2 separate regions of the Mus musculus genome follow, and region 2 is linked to region 1. A link is a contact called in public promoter capture Hi-C data. All regions are on one chromosome and are shown on one strand. Each heading gives the region's core, a stretch centred on a gene start, on an enhancer-like site or on the middle of the called end of the contact. The rest is flanking DNA. Distances are from core to core; before and after follow the strand shown.

Region 1 (5,550 bases), core at 1,826-4,325:
GCTGAGGTGGGGGGTACATCCAGTTTTGGGTTTTTAAAAATTATCTTGTTTTGTTTATGTGTATGGGTATTTTATCTGCATGCATGCCTACACGCCGAAAGAGGGCATCAGACCCCATGGGACTACAGTTATGGGTGGTTATGGGCCACCATGTGGATGCTGGGAATTGAACTCAGGACTTCTGGAAGAGCAACCAGTCCTATTAATTACTGAGCCATCTCTCCAGCCTGCAGTTTTTGGAGCTTTTGGATTAGAGATGCTCTACTGGAAATCTAAACACATATTCTTTGGGTATATGTGTGAAAGTTTTGTGTGTGAAGGTGCACATGCAGAGATGGATGGAGGCCAGAGGTTAACATCTGGAGTCTTCCTCAATCATTCTGTCTCTTAGTGTTTTTGTTTTATTTTGTTTTTGTTTTGTGTTGTTTTGAGGCAGAGTTTCTTGTTGAATTTGGATCTGGTCAGTTCACCTTGACTAGCTGGCCAGGGGTCCTCCTGTTTCTATCTCCCCGGTGCTGGGGTTACAGGGTGGTGCTTTGTGGATGCTAGAATAAATCAGACTCAAGTCCTTATGCTTGTATGACAAGTACTTTACCATCTGAATCACTGCTTGTCTTTTCAGGCAGGGTCTCATGTAGCTAAGGCTGGCCTTAAACTCCAGGTCTGCCTTCCAAGGGTACTAGAATTACAGATCTACATTACCACACCTGGCTCTAAACAAATATTCTGTTTTTGAAAAAGAAAAAGAAAAAACAAAAACAAAAACCTTTAAAGCTGGGATAGTAGTGGTGGCGGCAACACACACATGCCTTTAATGCCAGCACTTGGGCTACAGAGGCAGGCAGCTCTCTAAACTGGAAGCCAGCCTGTTCTACAGAATGAGTTCCAGGACAGCCAAGGCTACATAGAGAAATCCTGTCTAGAAAAACCAGATAGATAGATAGATAGATAGATAGATAGTCAGACAGACAGACAGACAGACAGGCAGACAGGCATGGTAACCCAGACCTGAAATTCCAGCATTCAAAGGTGGGAGCAGCAAGGAAGATCAAAAATTAAGGCTAGCCTGAGCTACATGAGACCCTGCCTCAAACAAACAAAATGGAGTAGCCGTGGCACTAGGCATAAGCCCAACAATTAATGAGTCTATCGTACATGTGCTTACATAAAACCTCTCAGTGTACATCTTTTTTCTCATTGGCCTTCTTTCCCAACTCTTTTATTTTTCCCAGTGTATGGGTGTCTTTCCCTGCATATATGTTTGTTCACCAGAGTACCAGAGTGCCTACTCCCTGGGGCGGGGGCGGGGGGGGGGGCAGAAGAAGGCTTTGGATCCCCGGGAACTGGAGATTCAGACAGTTGTGAGCAGCCAGTCATGTAGGTGCTGGGAATTGAAGAAACATCCTCTGGAAGAGCAGCCGGTGCCTTTAGCCGCTGAGCCATCTCCTCTGCCCCGCCCTACTCTATTCTATAGTGCACCATTCGGGATAGCTTTTTGTCAGTGGATAGGAAAAGAGGCAAGAATGTTATGAGGAAACCCTATTAGGAGCCTGATAAATCGATAGTTTGTTGGCTGTTGTTGTTGTTTGTTTGTTTGTTTGTTTGTTTAAGACTGTGTGTCTCACCGTGTGTTCTTGGTTGACCAGGTACACACTGTAGAGTGAAGATCTTCCTGTTTCTGCCTCTTGAGTACTAGGGTCACAGGCACGCACCACATCAGGGTATCCCTAAGCCCCTGATCTTTACTTCTATTAACCTGACATATGTCTTCTCTTTCCTCTACTAGAGACCTCCCTCCATGGAGTTTGGGCTGCTTGGTGAGGCAGAGGCGCGAAGCCCTGCGCTGTCGTTATCGGACGCAGGCACTCCACACCCTCCGCTTCCAGAACATGGCTGCAAGGGGCAGGAGCACAGTGGTGAGCGCGCCCCCTTCTGGGGGTGGAGGAGAAAACAGTTTAGCCTTGATGCGGGGTGGGAGCGAGAGTGATAACCTGAGCGGGAGCCAGCCAGGGGCTGAGGAATTCCTTGAGGCCCCTGAACCAGAGACTCCGCACAGGCCCTAGCGCCCTATGACCTGCCACATTCTGGCCCTCAGACTCGGAGAAGGCCTCGGCCTCACTGCCGGGGGGCTCCCCCGAGGACGGCTCTCTGAAGAAGAAGCAGCGGCGGCAGCGCACGCACTTCACCAGCCAGCAGCTGCAGGAGCTGGAGGCCACCTTCCAGAGGAATCGCTACCCTGACATGAGCACCCGCGAAGAGATCGCGGTGTGGACCAACCTCACTGAGGCCCGCGTGCGGGTATGGCCCCACCTGCGCGCACCTCGCTCTCGTGCCCCCCACCCCCCATCCCAAGTAGCTGGTGACTCTGCGGGGCCGGTGCCACGTCGGGCCCAGTTCCCCACCCTCCTGCTGCCTTGCCTGCCACCCCCATCACTCGATTCCTCGGCTGGGACCAAGGCTCTACCTTCCCCTCATCTCTCTTTGATCCCGAGCTGTTCCCCCAAACCCTGCGGCCCCTGGCTTCACTTCTCTGGCCCCCAGGCTCGGTGCGCTCCTCCCTTCCAGCCTGCATCCACCATGCACCTCTGATCTTCCCCGCCCGGGCTCGATCCTACTGTGGGTGGCCCAGTCCCCAGCCACTCCACCTCCTGACAGCCTTTCTCGGATACCCGCAGGTGTGGTTCAAGAACCGGCGCGCCAAGTGGCGGAAGCGGGAGCGCAGCCAGCAGGCGGAGCTGTGCAAAGGTGGCTTCGCAGCCCCGCTCGGGGGCCTGGTGCCACCCTACGAGGAGGTGTACCCGGGCTACTCGTACGGCAACTGGCCGCCCAAGGCTCTCGCCCCGCCGCTCGCCGCCAAGACCTTCCCGTTCGCCTTCAACTCGGTCAACGTGGGGCCTCTGGCTTCACAGCCTGTATTCTCACCGCCCAGCTCCATCGCCGCTTCTATGGTGCCCTCGGCCGCCGCTGCCCCGGGCACCGTACCAGGTCCCGGAGCCTTGCAGGGCCTGGGCGGGGCACCCCCCGGGCTGGCTCCAGCCGCCGTGTCCTCCGGGGCAGTGTCCTGCCCTTACGCCTCGGCCGCCGCAGCCGCCGCTGCAGCCGCCTCCTCCCCCTATGTATACCGGGACCCGTGTAACTCGAGCCTGGCTAGCCTGCGGCTCAAAGCCAAGCAGCACGCCTCTTTCAGCTATCCCGCCGTGCCCGGGCCGCCGCCGGCCGCTAACCTTAGCCCCTGCCAGTACGCCGTGGAACGGCCGGTGTGAGCCGCAGGTCTGTGGATCCATCCCCGAGGGCGGGGCAGTAATTCACAGCCTCTCCGGACAGGGGTCGCCTAGACTGGCTTGCCCTCGTCCCAGGGTCTGAAAGGGGTGCCAGAGCACCCGGGAAGAGGCCGCGGGCTTCGAAGAGGGCCTTTTCCCTCGCAGCCCCCGAGCGGTGGTCTGACCCCTATGCGGAGACCGCGCCCCTAGGACTAAGGCCAGGAACAGGGACCAGCTCCCCCAGGGCCAATTCACCCTTGGCTCACCCCGCCTTCTCCAGACTCCCCCTATCCCATTTTCAAAGATCAATGAAATAAACGTGCGCGGACTGTCAAAGGCCTGATGATTCAGACTTGCGGTTGAGCCCTCCTTCCCTTCATCCTTCCCATTGTCCAAAAGGACAGCTGGATGTACAGGAACCGAGTGAGCGTCCAGGCTTCTAAGGTTGCCGTCTCACTCCTTTCCTCCAGGATAGGGAAGCAGGGTCTCCTGGAGTAAAAGGAGTATGAAGCTTGGTGTGACCAGCTAGCTGACAGGGATCGTTCTCTGCTGGTGCTGCGACGCCACCTGGTGGTCTCTGGGAGGACAGCCGGTAGGTCTGGTCACCCGTGCTTCCACGCAGCGATCTCTTCTGCAGTTTAGCCTATGATTTTAGGACTTGTTTCTCACTGTTCCTTTCAGAGGCTTGGGTCTCTAACAGCAATAAACTTCTAGTCTGTAAAAGACATTTATTAAGCGCCTACCAGGCCTAGAATTCTTATTGAGTGTTTGTGTGTGCCTCTGTCCTTCCACACACCCTCAGGCTCCCCCCCTGCAGATCACTCACTCCCCAGAGTCAGCCTCCTCCTACCACAGAGTCAGTCCACTCTCCCCTCCCCTCCAAGTCCACAAATCCTCAAGATCATGTTGACCTCTTTTAAAAATAGAGCAAGAAGAGAAAGATTTCTAAATATAAATATAAATAACTCCATTTTAAGGACCTCAGTCCTATCTCCTTCCTAGGGCTTGGTTTTCCTTCACATTAAAGACAGAAACATCAAAGTACCAAACCACACACCCCCTATCCCCAAGGGTGACATTTCTTGGTTGTCATAGCTTCCTGCAACTTTGAGGGTACATATCCCATGGGGGAAACCATACAGGGAGGTACCCTAATCATTCTCCCATACCCTTAGTGCCACGGAGGAACGGCTGAGGCTCCATCTTTCTTTCCTACTCTCATTGGCTCTTGGATGCAACTTTGCCCTTGGGCCTGAGGTAGGCTCGGTGGAAGAAGTGAGCGAATAGGATGAAATAGGTCCCATATAGCATAAAAGACCAGAAGAAGTGTTCCGTTGTTGTGTGGCATCCTTTCTCCTGCCTCCAGATGTAATTCAGTATGCCAAAGATGGTGCCCAGAACCATCTGCAGAATCTGCAGGCTGGTGATGACCATGGGGAGAAGATTAGGATGCTTCAGTTTGGCAGCCTTCATAGTGTAGTAAGTGTACATGACAGAATGGACGCCAAAGTTCATGGTCATGAACCAGCCACCCGAAGGCACTTTGTTCTTGTATCCAAAGCTTGTGAACAGTAGCACTGTGCTGTGGTGGTACCAGTGGACAAAGATGAGTGGACGCTTACGCAGGATGATGAAGGCCGTGTCTCCTGAGAGGTGAGGGATCATAGTCGTCAGGCCACCCAGTGCTGGTACCACTCCCTCCCCGGGGTGTGTGAACACATCTGGAAATCTCACGGTGTGGGTGTGGGGTGGGGATATCTCACTAAGACCCAGGAGTAGGGCCGGGACTCTCCATGTGATGGGTAAGGGAAGAGCGCTGGGGAAGGATTCAAGTCACTGGGCACCGGAGACAAAGCCCCTGCACTCACCCAGTTCAACAACCTTGCTGAGAAGAAAGAGAAAGGACCAGAATCTGACTACGGCGTCATCCGTGTAGATGGCAAAGCACACGGTTTGCTTGAGGCCCACTGTAAACATCACTGTTGCCATAAACTTCCACATCCTCAGAGTACCCAGGATACTGGAGTGAGACCATGCACAAAGGTATGAAGGGATTAGGGGATGGCCAGGCGTGAACCTGACCCAACCACATCCACGTCGGAACCAACTCTCTATCACCTCCTCACCCTTCCGAGGGGAGTGTGGCTACAGCTTTTGAGCTCCCGGGGCCAATCTGGTAGATCTAACAAGTATTCTCCATGAGATATGGGTTAAGAAAAAGCCAGTGGATACAGGGGGAGAGGTGAAAGTCAAAGTTAAGCACAGGGTTCTTGAAGTGGGTTGCCAGTCA
Region 2 (5,550 bases), core at 1,374-3,873, 580 kb before region 1:
AAATAAATAAATTAAAGTTGGGAAAAAAAGAACATTTTAAAAAAAGAAGAAGAAGAAGGAGCCAGAAGATTAGAACAAATTGCCAGAGTTCGTTTGAGGCCAAGCACAGCAATTCAGTGAGAAGCCAAGAGAAGCCAGACTGAATCAGTCAGCTTGGAGAGGAGTTTTGAGCCAGAACAGTTGAGCTGAACCAATCAGCTGGAGTTGAATAAGAATCAGAGCTTGTTCTGCAGTAAACCTCCAACATGGCAACTACATTTGGTGAATCAAAGCTACTGTTTCAGGTGGGAGGGGAGGGGGTTGAACTCAGCTCATCAGGCATGTGAGGCAAATGAATTACCTGCTGAGCCATCCCGTGGGCCCTATTTTCCTGATGTTTTGTTTTGTTGTTGTTTTGAGACAAGGTTTCCCTGTATAGCCCAGGCAGTCTGGCAACTTGCTTCATAGACCAAGCTAGCCTTGAACTCACAGAGTTCTGCCTGCCTCTGCCTCCCAAATGCTGGAATAAAGGCATGTGTCACCATACTTGGCCTATTTTCCTGCTTTTAACACTACCCATTTCTATTATTGTATAATAAAAAGGTTAACACAACTTATTTTAAAAATAAGCTTTGGGCCAGGCAGTGCTGGTGCACCCCTTTAATTCCAGCACTTGGGAGGCAGAAGCAGGCAGATTTCTGACTTTGAGGCCAGCCTGGTCTACAGAGTGAGTTCCAGGACAGCCAGGGCTACACAGAGAAACCCTGTCTTAAAAAAACAAAAAAAATAATTATTAATAATAATAATATTTGGGGGGGTTGAGACTATGTATCATTGTGTAGCCCACACAAGCCTTAAATGAGCACTGATCCTGTTGTTTCCATGCCCAGAGAGCCGAGATCACAGGCATGTACCACCACTCACAGCTTAAATGTCAAGTTTTATTTTACAGTCAGACTAATCACAAGCATGCATTCATCTCTTCAACCTCTAGAAACTCCTAATTGACAATAAAGGGATACTCTATCTCATTTATTCTTCAAAATAGTTTTAAAGGTAGTCTGTGCTATTATTTTCATTGTATAGCTTAAAAAACAATAACATAAATTAAATTGCCTAAGATCATACATATCACTGTTTAAAAAGTTTAGTGTGTGTGTGTGTGTGTGTGTGTGTGTATACACAGGTGGACACGTGTGCCACAGTGCACGTCAGAGAACAGTTCTATGGAATCTGTCCTCTCCTCCCACCTTTACATGAGTTCTGGAGATCAAACTCGGTTACCAGCCTGGGACCATGTGATGGTCTGTATAAAGCTTGGCCCAGGGAGTGGCACTATTTGGAGGTGTGGCCTTGTTGGAGTAGGTGTGTCACTGTGGGCATGGGCTTTAAGACCCTCACCCTAGCTGCCTGGAAGCCAGTCTTCCACTTGCAGGCTTCAGATGAAGATGTAGAACTCTCAGCTCCTCCTATGCCATGCCTGCCTGGATGCTGCCATGCTCCTGCCTTGATGATAATGGACTGAACCTCTGAACCTGTAAGCCAGCCCCAATTAGGTTTTGTCCTTTATAAGACTTGCCTTGGTATGGTGTCTGCTCACAGCAGTAAAGCCCTAAATGACCACAAATGCCTTTACTCACTGGGCCATCTCACCAGCCCACATACTGCTCTTGAGTGGCAGAAAAAGAACAGAACCTTCTGGCCTCACATCACTTGCTCTCCTGTCCAGTGTTCCATCCCACCTTACTTGCAGGATGGAGCTCTACACTGGCCAACAATAACTGACAGGAATAAAACAAGAACACATACCCCATAAAACTTTGTGCGACTTGATGTCTTCTGGCACTTCAAGGCTGGCATAGACGTCACTGAAATAGAGCTCCCCGCCGTGCTGAAAGAGAGCAGTGCACATCTGAGCAAGGTTAAAGATTATATTGGTCCTAGATAACAACAACAACAACAACAACGTGGATGAGCGTAGGAGAAGGGTTTTAAAATCCCAGTGTTTGAGCTGACACTGGCCAAGCTGACCTTTGAACAAATAACAGCGCTTCCTTCGTTAGAAACAAAACACAGAGAGAGGGGTATTTATTTCTCCAGTGTCCTGTTCAACATACAAGGGCTTCCTAAGTTTCAGAAGGAAGGGAGTTGGAGGAGAGCAGAGAGGCATGAGAGGATGAAGAGAGGTCAATAGCCTCTAAGTGCAGTCTACGTCGATGGGAAGGCAGCAATGAGGCTGGAGGAGGGTGGGTAGCTGGGTCAAGTGCTGGCTACATGAGTAACTGCTGAGTTCCAGTTTTCAGCATCCACAAAAGCCAGGCATGGTTTACTTTCATAGGCCCAGCTCTGACGGGACTGGCAGGTAAGTCCCTGGGGCTGATCAGCCAGCACTCCTACCCAATTTGGTGAGTTCTAGGTTCAGTGAGGAACCATATCTCAAAAAAAAAAAATAAATAAATAAAGTTGAGGGCTACACAGGTCTCCATGTATGCTTGCCTGTGTGTGTGTGTGCGCACACACACTAACACACCACCACCACCACCACCATACACATGCCACGATGAAACTCAGAAGCAAAAACTGGGCTGGAGAGATGAGATGGCTCAGAGATTACGAGCAGTTGCCGTTCTCGTAGATGTTGTAAGAATGTAGAGCAAAGGTCCCCACCCTTGTTAATGCTACAACCCTTTAAACAGTTCCTCACGCTGTGACTCCCAACCACAAAAGTCTTTCATTGCTACTTCATAACTGTGATTTTGCTACTGTTATGAATTGTAATATAAACAGGATATCTGAGGGGCTGAGACCCACACGGTGAGATCCACTGACGTAGAGGAACCAAGTTCAGTCTCCAACATCTACACCCTGTGAGTCCAGTTCTGATCTCTGTGGGCACCAGACACCCATATGGTACACATGTGTGCATAGAGACAAAACGTTTATACAAAACATTCATATTAAACAAAATAAGAAAATCTTATTTTAAAGGTTTTAAATAAGCAAGAACACAGGAGGGGAAAAAGTGAGCATCTCTCCTAAATACACTGCCCAAGTTGTCTACATTTTTAGCTAATCCAAGAGGAACACAGTCCTAGGTGTCCAGACAACTAACAGCAGACACCCATAGAATTAATAGTCTTATCCCTTGAAAATTATAGTAATAAAGCTACGCCGTAGTAGCACCTCCTTTAATCCCAGGAGGCAGAGGCAGGCAGATCTCTGTGAGTTTGAGGCCAGCCTGGTTTACAAAGTGAGTTCCAGGACAGCCAGGGCTACAGAAAGAAACCCTATTGGGGCGGGGGGGGGGGGGGGCGGGGAAGAAAAAAAGAAAAGATGAACAGAAGGAAGGAAGGAAGGAAGGAAGGAAGGAAGGGAGGGAGGGAGGGAGGGAGGGAGGGAGGGAGGAAGGGAGGAAGGAAGGAAGGGAAATTACAGTGATGTACAGTGATATTATTACACATTAAACTTTTTCCGTGTCCTTAACAAAGGAGTCAACAGGAATTTAAGGTATTATTTAGCTAATTTCCAAAGCATGGACGTCTACGTTCGGTAGTGATGCTTAGCATCTGTCAGTTGATCTCTGTGAAGGTCATAAGCTGGTCTCTAACAATGACATGAGGTTGATTATTCTTACACAGACCAATACTTTTACATTTGATTGTATTATTTTACGTGCCCAAGTGTTTGCCTGCATGTGTGTCTAAGCCTTGGTGCCCTTGGGATCCAGAAGAGGCTATTGGAGCCCATAGCTAGAATTACAGATGGTTCTAAGCTACCTTGAAAGTGCCGGGATTTGAACCTGGGTGCTATGGGAGATCAGCCAGTGCGCTTAACCTCTGAGCTCCATCCCGACCATTATAGATACTTCTATCTGAGCTATATAATAGCCAAACATCTCAGACATTTCCTTTTACAGTTTTAGAGATTGAGCTTTCTGTACGGTAATCACATATCCACCACTGAACTAGACCTTCAGCCCTACTAATCCCAGAATACTTTTTTTTTTCTTTTCTAGTACAAAGAGACAAATCCTTTTATCTGCAGGAGGCTATGATTTTTCTGGAAATTTCCCCTTTAAAAAAGTGTTCATATAAAAAAATCCATCTTAGATTTCCCAGGATAAGATGTCTTGGTATCAGAAACAGTATCGGTGAGATACAGGCAGGTCTGTTCTAGGCAAGGTAAGTCCACAGAAATCTTTCAGGGGGAGTCAGCAGACTCTGGTGGTTTTGTAGGCATTATCTGAGAGTCAGTCAATAACCGAGAGCAACAAGAAAGAAAGAAAGAAAGAAAGAAAGAAAGAAAGAAAGAAAGAAAGAAAGAAAGAAAGAAAGAGGGAGGGAGGGAGGGAGGGAGGGAGGGAGGGAAGGAAGGAAGGAAGGAAGGAAGGAAGGAAAGAAAGAAAGAAGAAAGAAAGAAAGAAAGAAAGAAAGAAAGAAAGAAAGAAAGAAAGAAAGAAAGAAAGAAAGAGAGAAAGAGAAACTATTTTAACAGTCAATAACCTGCATCCTGGGGTGTTGCCTCATCCTGGTCTGCTTTTTAATGCACTTTTTTTTTTTTTTTTTTGCATTTCATACATTTGAGGTTGACATTGAACTGTCTACGAGGCAGAGCCCTTGAACTCCTGATCCGAGGCAGAGCCCTTGAACTCCTGATCCTCCACCGTGACCAACCTGGCTCCTGCTTTGCTTCATTTGGTAGATTAATCAAGTGTTTGAATCCTTAGTTCCAGTGGAGAACAGGAGTCTGTCTCTGGGGTTTAAAGACCATTGTCTCCACCCTCCCTCACCTTCAGCACTCGATAGACCTCCTGGAGGACTTGTTGTTTATCAGGAACAAGGTTGATAACACAGTTGGATCTATTAAAAAAAAAAAAAAAACTTAAGAAGGAAAAAAGAACAGATGTTTAATGATTCATCCTTTTAGTTTGCTTCCATTTTGCCATCAGAACTACTGATTTACCCTGGCTCTCCTCTCCCCCAAGGTAAGGGAGAGAGACGCAAAGTGTTACACAGCAGTAAGCATGATTCTTCTTGTCCCGAGGTTCACCAAGCAACGAAACAAAACAAAACCTGGCAAAGAGTTCAAGCCCCAGGTGAACACGCAAAGTTCCCCAAAGGCGGCTTCCCCGGAATTAGCATTTGAAGCTCTGTGTCCCGCTGGCTCAGGGGTGAAATGCTTCTTTGGGGTTCAATTCCCAGCATCAAAAGAAAAATACACAGCCTAATCTGCTACCCAGGCATGACTTAACACAGACTCAGAAGACAAGAAACACAAGAGACCATAATTTGCCATTAAAAACAAAAACAAAAACAAAACAACAACAACAAAAAACGAAAATTAAGTCATTGCTAAATGTGGTAGCTCGTCCCTTTAATCAGGAAGCAAAGGCAAAAAGATCTCTGAGTGTTCAAGGTCAGTCTGGTCTATGTGGCAAGTTCCAGGCCAGCCATAACTATCTATCTATCTATCTATCTATCTATCTATCTATCTATCTATCTATATATATATATATATATATATATATAAAACTATATAACTATATATATAAAATATATTATATATATAGTG

Evidence for each region. Capture Hi-C pulls out chosen DNA fragments and counts their contacts.
Region 2: a promoter capture Hi-C map of liver shows a contact between it and region 1, with 3 times the contacts expected there. The contact joins two enhancer-like sites.

What each region holds. Positions count from the first base shown.
Region 1 is chr19:46,133,731-46,139,280 of GRCm38.p6, reverse strand. Elovl3 (elongation of very long chain fatty acids (FEN1/Elo2, SUR4/Elo3, yeast)-like 3) reads right to left here. Exons shown (of 4, transcript NM_007703.2): 3 at 5,129-5,280; 4 at 3,587-4,906. The coding sequence ends at 4,479. It overlaps Pitx3 (paired-like homeodomain transcription factor 3), which reads left to right. Exons shown (of 4, transcript NM_008852.4): 2 at 1,787-1,916; 3 at 2,096-2,298; 4 at 2,676-3,596. The coding sequence starts at 1,799. The coding sequence ends at 3,263. Among named protein-coding and RNA genes, the nearest start is that of Elovl3, 4.6 kb to the right of the region's middle. Within about 2 kb of position 3,075, at least 119 of the 459 cell types and tissues checked have an H3K27ac peak or open chromatin away from gene starts, as enhancers often do. A contact at or near this core is called in liver, where this site is marked.
Region 2 is chr19:46,711,509-46,717,058 of GRCm38.p6, reverse strand. As3mt (arsenite methyltransferase) reads right to left here. Exons shown (of 11, transcript NM_020577.3): 6 at 4,769-4,838; 7 at 1,789-1,870. Among named protein-coding and RNA genes, the nearest start is that of As3mt, 6.8 kb to the right of the region's middle. Within about 2 kb of position 2,623, at least 10 of the 459 cell types and tissues checked have an H3K27ac peak or open chromatin away from gene starts, as enhancers often do. A contact at or near this core is called in liver, where this site is marked.